Regions from separate parts of the Macaca mulatta genome. Here regions 2 and 3 are each linked to region 1. Evidence: chromatin contacts called from public Hi-C and Micro-C data. All regions are on one chromosome and are shown on one strand. The core of a region is the stretch at or near the end of the contact, and the rest is flanking DNA. Distances in the headings are between cores, read along the strand shown. Region 1 holds the start of FAM76B (family with sequence similarity 76 member B). Region 2 holds the start of CWC15 (CWC15 spliceosome associated protein homolog). Region 3 holds the start of CCDC82 (coiled-coil domain containing 82).

Evidence for each region. Hi-C and Micro-C count contacts between places; a contact is called where the count stands out from the background.
Region 2: a Micro-C map of CD4 T cells shows a contact between it and region 1, with 9 times the contacts expected there. The contact joins the promoter of CWC15 here to the promoter of FAM76B in region 1. A contact is called at or near these places in 3 of 14 Hi-C or Micro-C datasets (CD4 T cells, blood and fetal cortex germinal zone).
Region 3: a Hi-C map of fetal cortical plate shows a contact between it and region 1, with 3 times the contacts expected there. The contact joins the promoter of CCDC82 here to the promoter of FAM76B in region 1. A contact is called at or near these places in 4 of 14 Hi-C or Micro-C datasets (CD4 T cells, blood, fetal cortical plate and 1 more).

What each region holds. Positions count from the first base shown.
Region 1 is chr14:96,601,829-96,604,812 of T2T-MMU8v2.0, forward strand. FAM76B (family with sequence similarity 76 member B) reads right to left here and starts at 1,576. Exons shown (of 10, transcript NM_001193920.1): 1 at 1,165-1,576; 2 at 267-331. The coding sequence starts at 1,251. It overlaps CEP57 (centrosomal protein 57), which reads left to right and starts at 1,661. Exons shown (of 12, transcript XM_077964224.1): 1 at 1,661-1,916.
Region 2 is chr14:95,763,958-95,766,941 of T2T-MMU8v2.0, forward strand. CWC15 (CWC15 spliceosome associated protein homolog) reads right to left here and starts at 1,578. Exons shown (of 7, transcript NM_001266625.1): 1 at 1,486-1,578; 2 at 21-159. The coding sequence starts at 151. It overlaps KDM4D (lysine demethylase 4D), which reads left to right and starts at 1,615. Exons shown (of 4, transcript XR_013404264.1): 1 at 1,615-2,056.
Region 3 is chr14:97,192,923-97,195,906 of T2T-MMU8v2.0, forward strand. It overlaps CCDC82 (coiled-coil domain containing 82), which reads right to left and starts at 1,404. Exons shown (of 9, transcript XM_077964239.1): 1 at 1,334-1,404; 2 at 861-1,014. It overlaps JRKL (JRK like), which reads left to right and starts at 1,504. Exons shown (of 1, transcript NM_001265892.1): 1 at 1,504-2,984. The coding sequence starts at 2,119.

The DNA of each region.
Region 1 (2,984 bases), core at 326-2,825:
TTACATTTGCATTTTCATTAGCAAGGCTGTACATTTTCCACGTAGTAATTTATTCTGTCTCATATAAAGTGTAACGGTAAATTAACAACCCCTGGTTTTTTTGGCAACATTCTCTCCCACCATGTATAAAAGGTTTACAACTTAAAATTTCTGGGGCTAAACCATTTTTTAAAAATACTTTCACAAAAATATGGGATTACAACCCCCAAATATTCCATACAGACAACACTTGTCTTTAACAGTCAAAAACTGTTCAGTATACAAACCTCTCTTGTTGAAATTCTGATCTGCAGTAAGTACATTTTACAATAGGATGTGCAATCCGACATTCCTGTAATAAGACAATACATTAGTCGGTATCTATCTGAAAGTCCCAAATGTCACTTTTCTGGTAGAAAATTGTTTACCCAACCTAGTGAAATGTCTAAAATATTGATAAAACCTGGCCCCAACGTAAGGAACTGGATGCTTTATCATATAAGTGGCCAATCACAATATAATTCCTCAGGGAAGGCATAGGTGTCTTTGTCTTTAGTAGACGTGGGGTATATTACAGACAAATTAAGAAAGCTGTCAGGGCCGATTTCAAGGATTGGTTAAATGTGAAACTACTTATTATTTTGCACCGTTGCTCACAGACAGCATCCTGGCTTTAATGGGATGGGAGGAGCTCCAAATCAGAGCATTCTGTTCCCAAACCAGTCGCTTCGCTTTCCTGGACAGGGAAGGAGGATGCCATCAGCTTTGCGGCTTCGGGTTCCTAGCAAGAAAGTGCAAAAATCGTCCCCTGCCTCCTGGTGGAAGAAGAGGACAGACCAGGCAGAAAACCGAGATGAAAACATCTCCACCCCTGGGTCTCTGCGGTATAGACAGGTGGCTGCCTCACTCAACCCCACCTCTGAGACCCCTCAGACGCTGACGGGGTTCGGCACCCGCCCGGGCCTCCTGGAAGAGGGCACGATTCTGCCTCCCTCTCAGGGGCCGTTCCCAGCTGATGTTCAAGCCCCCAGAAAAAGGGGTCCCCGAGTGGGGAGGCGGGGACACCAGACTCCCAAACCCCCGAGGCGCCGGCAAAGAGAGAGGGGCTGCAGTGCAGCGGCTACCCGGCCCCCTCCGGCTACGACCGAGGACATCCATCCCGCCCTCCTCCCGGAGGCCACGGACCTTGCAGAGCTGCTGGCCCTGGGAGAGCTCCTCGAAGGGATAGCGTTGGGTACACTTGGTGCAGGCGTACAGGGCCGAGGCCGCCATCCTGCTCCTCAGTCTCCTCCTCCGCCGCCGCCCGCTCCGAGGCGGGGCCCTACGGAGAACTCGAGACCCGCCGCCGCCGCCCGGGCCGCGGGCTCCTCCTCCTCCCCCTCCCCCTGCCTCGCGCCCACCAGGGCCTCGCCGCCAGAGCCCAGGGCCCCGCGGACGACGCCACCGTCTCCCTCCGCCTCCACTTCCGCCCCAGCCCACCCAGTGACGCCGTGCCAGCCGCTCCCGCTTAGGCCCCGATAGCGGCGGAGGGAGACGAAGCGGGTAGGGGTTGCTGTTTAGCTGCGCGACCGCGGATCCGCTTCCTTCTCGGCCTCCCTTCCCCATCCCTGATTGGCTGCGGAGGCCACGCGTCACTCGGTGGCTCCTCCCAACCTCCAACTTCCGCGACGCCTGGAGCGCCCACAAAGGGAGGATGTCGCCGGCCAATGAGAGCCCGGAGCTCTCAGCGCGCGAAATCCGCTTTGAACCTGCCCCGCCCAAAGGTCTGCGGTCGCGGCTATTTCTAACAGCCAGTCCCAGGTTTGGGTGAGAGCGCCCCAATCCAATTGGGCAAGTGTTCGCGAAAGGCTCGTTCTCTGCCGCAACTTTTTTATCCTTGCTTTCTATTGGACTAAGTCGTTAAGTCCCTCCTAATCCTATTTGTTATTGGCCAAAAGGTAAGTACTTCACCTGGAGAGGCGTCCCCGAGGCAAACTCACGCTCTCTCCTGCGTTTAATCCGAGGGAACTCGTGGAGTGCTTTAACTTCGCCTTCGCTTTTGTTTTATCTCCATTACTCCGTTCGGTTGCCACTGGCGACAACACTACTCGCCCACGCTTCTTACTGGAGGAGGCCCGCCCCACCGTAGAATCCCCGCAGAGCCGGCCAGTAGCCCGCGGCGTTGTAGGCCCCCAGCAGGCCCAGTTACGCGCTACCTTGTGACGTCACCAGGGAAGAGGCGGATTCTCTCCTGCTACTAAAAGACGCCTGCTGTTTTGATTGGCTAGGGAAGACGTCCGTTAGGACGTGTTGCCTTTTCTGTGTACGGTGTGAGCGTAGGCTGCTCTGAGGGGGTGTGTGGCAGGGGTTTCCAAGGCGAGCACCAGCACCGTTGCCCTTTTCCATCAGGGGTTCAGCCCAGGGTCGCCCCTGGTGGGCGGCTCCCGAGTCTTGGAGAAGAGCACGAGAACCCAGACCGCCCCCAAGGTGCGGAGACCCCCCCTGGGCAGGCTGAAAGATGGCGGCGGCGTCTGTCTCTGCGGCTTCTGGTTCCCAGTTGTCGGTAAGCAGCAGTTGGCGCGAGTGGTCCCCACGTCGGTCCCAAGCGCCTCTTTGAGTTTCCTCACTTTCAGGGCTCTGTCAGTCCAGCTTCTGAGTCAATTCCGGAGGACGGCGGGAGTGCCTAGATTGCCCCGCGCTCCCCAAGCTTCCATTCACTGTTCCTCTGTCGAGACTGCACCCTCTGGCTTCCAGTGAAACTGGAACGGAGACTGGCCGTCTCTGTTCCCCATCCTTCATTCACCTTTCGGCGTAGCAACCCCGGTTGCCTAACATTCTCAAGGCCCAACTGGGATAACTGCCCACTCCCTGGCCTGCGAAAACGTAGCTCGTTTGGTCACGTGAGTTCAGCGGCCCCTCTAGGAAACTCGCCAGAGCAGGTAGGCGCGCCGGTGATTTTAAGAGACAGCTGCAGAGTAGTAGTCCGCCGTCTCTCGAGCGCTTACTAGTCGTTGCTTATGCTGTTA
Region 2 (2,984 bases), core at 328-2,827, 840 kb before region 1:
AAAAAAGAAAGTCTTACTACCTGTATTTTATCTTTGTGTGAGAGGGTAGGTCTCTGCTTGAATACTGCTTTGAAAGTTGGCTCAAATCACCTTCTCCTTTTCCCCTTCCACCTCTTGCAGGTTCAAAGGTTGGCCTGGCTGCTGTTGTCATCTTTTATGCTTTGAAGAAAAATATAATCAAGTTATTTACAACAATACAAACACTCATTTTACAGAGTATTAATATCCATACTAGTGAAATAAATTCTAAAACTCATTCCCCTAAACCTGCTTAATCTTCTTAAACAAAAGTTTTCAGGAAAACAAATTATGAGGCTTAGGCCATACAACGAATAGGGCTTCTCAGGCTTGTCTTAGTACAAAAAATTCTGTCATGAAGATCTGAGTTTGCATCCCTATTCTCCTTCTGACTATATGGGCTTGAGCAAGTCACCTGGCTTAACTTTCTGTCATCCGTGGAATGGAGATATTCCTCATAGGATTACTATAAGAATTATGACACTTGACATGTCAAAAGCCTTGAAAAATACAGTACCACCATGACTAAGTTTTAAAAATTTCCAACTCAACCTTACTCTACCAGACTCTCTAAGGTTTGCATTTTATCTAAACTTCACACAATAGCAAATAGGCTAGTAGAAACAAAAGCTAAAAACAAACAAAAAATATCACTGACAAAGTTACTAAGTGTCTGAGAAAAAAGTTACTAAGGAAAGTGTGTTAAACTTCAATGACAGGTACATAGAAAAAAATTCTTAACCTTTTGTTGAGCCAATTTTCTCCTACAACAGGCATCATATTATAAATCAGATCGTTTGTGGGTTATAACTTAAGGACTGTTCAAAAAAAACAAAAACAAAAACAAAACAGGAACCTCAGCCCCAGAGGATTCTGATGACAAAAATCAGGGACCCATTCCTTAAGTTACTTTCTGCTTGGAGCAGTCACAAGAATACTGCCTAGCAGATGCAGTCATTAAAACCCTGTTAGTGTCGGAAAAGCAAGTGTGTGGGGAGGGTGGGCGAACTGGGAGGATTTTTTTGGGGGGGGGGAGTGCTTTCTCCTAATTTTCAAAAAGAGTAAGAGACATGTATACAAAGAAGAAACGGGGTTATCTGGAGCTGGGAGTCCGCCCCTTCCCACACACTAACGGAATTATCACTCCGGCCTCTCGTGAGCTAGTCTTTGGCTATAACCAGAAACTCGTTGCCCCTTAACCCGTGCCCAGCGCCGCAGGGGTGCGAGGGGTAGTGAAAGGAGGACCTGGGGTTCGCTTTACGCGGTAGGCGCGCTGCCTTTTATGCTGCGATCTCCTCTGCGGCCCGAGAGCTCCGGACGCGCCTGACAGGCACTCCGTTTCGCCCCTAGCCCGCTGCTCTAGGTCCTCCACCGCCCGCACTCTGCACTCTGCCGCCGACTCCGACCCCAACTGCCCTTTCCCGTCCCACCGGGATGAGGAAGATAACCTATCCTCCTGCCGCTCACACTGGCCGAGGTCCGATGCAGCAATCTCCGAAGATCATACAGACGCCATTACGACTCCGGGCTCCCAGAAACCTCTGCGCCCAGGGCTAGCGCCTACGACCCGGAAGCAAAATCCAAGCGCTTCGGAGGCGGAAGCAACGACCAATCCGCAGTGGCCGAAGTGGAAGTCGGCGTAACGGCACTAAGGGGCGGGGCCGAAACGGCCCAGGGGGCGGGCGTTTGAAATCAGTGCCTTAGAGTAGACCCTAAATATCATTTTATACCTTCAAGAACCAATTACTTAATGTCTCTTCCGTCTTTTCCGTCCCCGACCCCCTCCCAGACTCCTTCATTCCGGTACTGCGTGGACGGAAAGCCCCGGGTAGCCGACACCACGTCCCCGGCTAGCGGGAGAGAGCGTGGAAAAGGATTACACCAAACTGTTTAAATCCAACGACTCCTGCTTCCATCCTTTCTCCTGAGCTAGAACCAACAAACCTAGAGAGTTGGGCTTCGGAAAAACTAGTGTTTTCATTTAATTGGATATGAAGAAAGAACAAATATGTACGGGGCAACCACGATCTTTACAAAGGTACATTCCTGCAAAAATATTAACACTTCAAAGCAAAGGTTGTATTCGTAATGTTTGCTAAAATTTTTTATTTAAAAAACGTTAGTTTTAGTGGGAGGGGAGATGTCAATATTTACGACAGCGTTTAGAACGGTGGGCCCAACTGCCAGGAGCACAAGATGTAATTACTAAGATGGCTACTTAAGTGTTAAGTTTTAATAAGAACGAAAAGGAGAAAACCCAAAAACCAAAAACCCACCAATCCTGTCTCCTCCCTTCCATAAAAAAAAATCCTGAGAACAGAGATCTTGATTGTTTAGCTAATCTTAGTATCTCATCACATAGACCTTGACATATAGTAGCTGCTCAATTAATATTTGTTAAACAAATGAAAATTCAACTTCCCCAACTTAGTTTAAAATATAAAGAACTCACAAAGTTGAATATTTAAATGCTTTCTTACCTCTAAATTCTTTGCAACTTTTAAATGAAGAAAGAAAAGCAGAAAAAGCCCTTTCACTCATAGAGTTCAAGATGAAAATCTTGATTTTTCTTACTAAAGGTATCCCTCCTCCAGTCTTACACGTCTCACTAAAGGACACGATCATCATACTAGTTACTCAAACCAAAATCCCAGAGTGCCTACTTAAATTCCTTTTCTTTCACTTTTCACATACGGTTCATTTACAGGTCTTACCAATTCTACTTTTAAAACTTACCCGAAATTTTATTCTACTGCCATTACCCTTGTCCTGGCCAACACCATCTCCTACCTGGATTGTAATTGTTTCCTATTGTATCTTCCTGCGTCATCTTTTATCCTACAGTCAATGCTGCATATAGCCAAGAGAGTGATCTTTTAAAATTAATCAAATGGTGTTACTATCCTGTGTAAAATTTCACTGCAGTTAGGATAAAAATCACATTTCTTAATGTGACCTGAGACGCC
Region 3 (2,984 bases), core at 154-2,653, 590 kb after region 1:
TCTGCCAAATAATAGATATTAAAGGCAATAATCCATATTACTTGTGTTCTTTCTCTAACACAGTACCTCTATAGCTAAAAGAAAGTACTTTGATGATGCCATTTGACTTTCTCATAAGAAATATACTTCCTTCTAAACTTTGAGGTTAATTCATACTCAAGAAAAGATTCATTCTAGAAATCACCTACTTGCTGTATAAACAATGCAGGTGGTAGTTAACACTTTAGAGATTTGAAAGGCAGTGGAACCTGAGGTCATTATTTGAAATTCCACCGGGAGGGATCCATTTCGTGTGTAAAACATCACTCCTCTTTGATGTTTTCTTTTATGTGGCAGTTTGGAGAGCAAAGATTAATAAGCCGAAAAATAATTATTGAATATCTACCAAAATGCAAGTACCTGCTTGGAACTGTGCTGCCACCAGATCAAATAAACATGGTCTCTGCTCCCAAGCAGCTCACAATCTGATGAAATTACTAGGGACACCAAAAACAAGCCAGCATAATACACGATTTGAAGGCTACAGTGTATGATTATGATCAAGTTCTTATCACATTGCTATGAATAAATGTATCCTGGTTCCTCTGTTGGCAAGAAAACAGGACAGCAGAACATGACAGAAATAGGATATGAGAAAATAAACATAAAGAGAGGAAAGCCTATTTCCCCCACTTAGAATCACAGTCCAACAGTCCACAATTTCGCAAAGTGGATCCCGCTGGAATGGTATCCGGGATAACTATATTATTCATTAAAATCCGTTAACAATGGAGGTTAATCCAGCAGGAATGAGCGATAGACAGAGGAACAGATCCTCTCAGGAATTAACACCCGGAAGGGTGATTTGCATGATTACAAACCTGTTTGGCGGGACGCAGGAACGCAGCGCCTGCTAGCCCACTAGTCCGTCACTCCACTTCCAGGAAAGCACAGTAGCTAGAAAACCATACCCTCAGGCCGAGCTTCGCGATGACGCGCGCAGGACGATAGAAACCCCCAGACCCCAAAAGGGCTCTGCACCGAGATAACAATTACAAGGGTTTGGAAAGGCCAGAAACCCGAGAAATCACCAACCGAGCTCCCCACATCCAAACCACCTCCCCAAGGCGGAAATAAAAGGCACCGCGCCCACTGCAGCTCAGCTGAGGAGGAGTGCTAGAGGCGCAAAGGGCTGACTGGCGCGCTCCGGCCCACCCAAACAGCGCCCGCGGGAATTTCTCTCTTGGCCCGCCAGGAGGCACGGCTTCCCCCGCCCCTCTAATAAACCATTAGCAGTGGGAGCGCAAGCAAGTCCCAGCCGGGCGACAGGCCCGCACAACCCTCGCGCTCTCACCTTTCAAAGCGCCTCCGCCTCCGCCCCCGCCCCAGGCACCAGCACCTGGCAAGCGATGCTCCGCCCGCTTCCGGGGACCGAGGGAAGTCCCGCCTCTGGGTGGGGAGAGGGGCGGGGCCGAGCGGCGGGAGGGAGCGTCTTCCGGGAGCGTGGCTAGGGGCGGAGCGACTGCCGCGCGGTAGTCAGGGAGCTGTGCGGGTCCTGGTTGCAAGAGAGGTGGGGAGAGGGGCCTGGCGGGCTTTGAGGGACTGGGAGGACTGTCCTGGCTAAAGCCGGCGCGGGAAACTGGGGCTGCGGGGCGGGAGGGCCCTGCTGCTGGGGAAGGAATCTAACATATCAGTCCTGAGGAAGGGTGCCATTCCTTGACTCCTTGGCTCTTCCGCTCTCTGCCGTAACTTTGGGGTGTGGCAGGGGTTAGTGACGGGCGGTTACCCGGGATCTAGACGTGCAGGAGGTTCGTGGCCACGATGGGGCTATAGTGTTTCTCGCGGCTGCTGGGGTAACAAAACACATGCCTTTAATCCGGATTATCCGCGGTGACATGGGGCCTCCGCTACTGCCCGTATAAGTTAAAGGCCTGTTCTCTCAAACTTCCTCCTCTTTCACCTTCTTCTGCAGTCTGTTTGCCAGCCAACCCCAGCCCGGGAGGGGATCAGGGCCACCAGGTTGCTGGTAAGGTTGAAAGACTGAGTGTATTAAGACTGTTAAAGTGAGCCTGTGTAAGAGAAGGAAGGATTTTGTGGATTGCTACTTTGTGAGTGTGGGGTGAGTCCCAGAACCTCGCTATGTCGGGGAAACGGAAGCGTGTGGTGTTGACTATTAAAGATAAGCTTGATATAATAAAGAAACTTGAAGACGGAGGTTCTTCCAAACAACTGGCAGTGATTTACGGAATTGGTGAAACAACAGTTCGGGATATAAGAAAAAATAAGGAAAAGATTATAACTTATGCAAGCAGTTCTGATTCCACAAGTCTTTTGGCCAAGAGGAAATCTATGAAGCCATCCATGTATGAGGAATTGGACAGGGCAATGCTGGAATGGTTCAACCAGCAAAGAGCAAAAGGGAATCCCATATCTGGACCAATTTGTGCAAAAAGGGCAGAGTTCTTCTTTTATGCTTTGGGAATGGATGGCGATTTTAACCCCTCTGCCGGCTGGCTAACTCGTTTTAAGCAGCGGCACAGCATTAGAGAGATTAACATTAGAAATGAAAGATTAAATGGAGATGAGACTGCAGTGGAAGATTTTTGTAACAACTTTAGAGATTTTATTGAACGAGAGAATTTACAGCCTGAACAAATCTACAATGCAGATGAAACTGGACTCTTTTGGAAGTGCTTGCCTTCTAGAATTTCAGTAATCAAAGGTAAATGCACTGTCCCTGGGCACAAATCAATTGAAGAAAGAGTCACAATCATGTGTTGTGCCAATGCAACAGGTTTACACAAACTTAAACTTTGTGTTGTGGGGAAAGCAAAGAAACCTCGCTCCTTTAAATCAACTGACACTTTAAACTTGCCAGTCTCTTATTTCAGCCAAAAAGGTGCCTGGATGGATCTTTCCATTTTCCGACAATGGTTTGATAAAATTTTTGTGCCGCAAGTTCGAGAGTATTTAAGATCTAAAGGCTTGCAGGAAAAGGCTGTGCT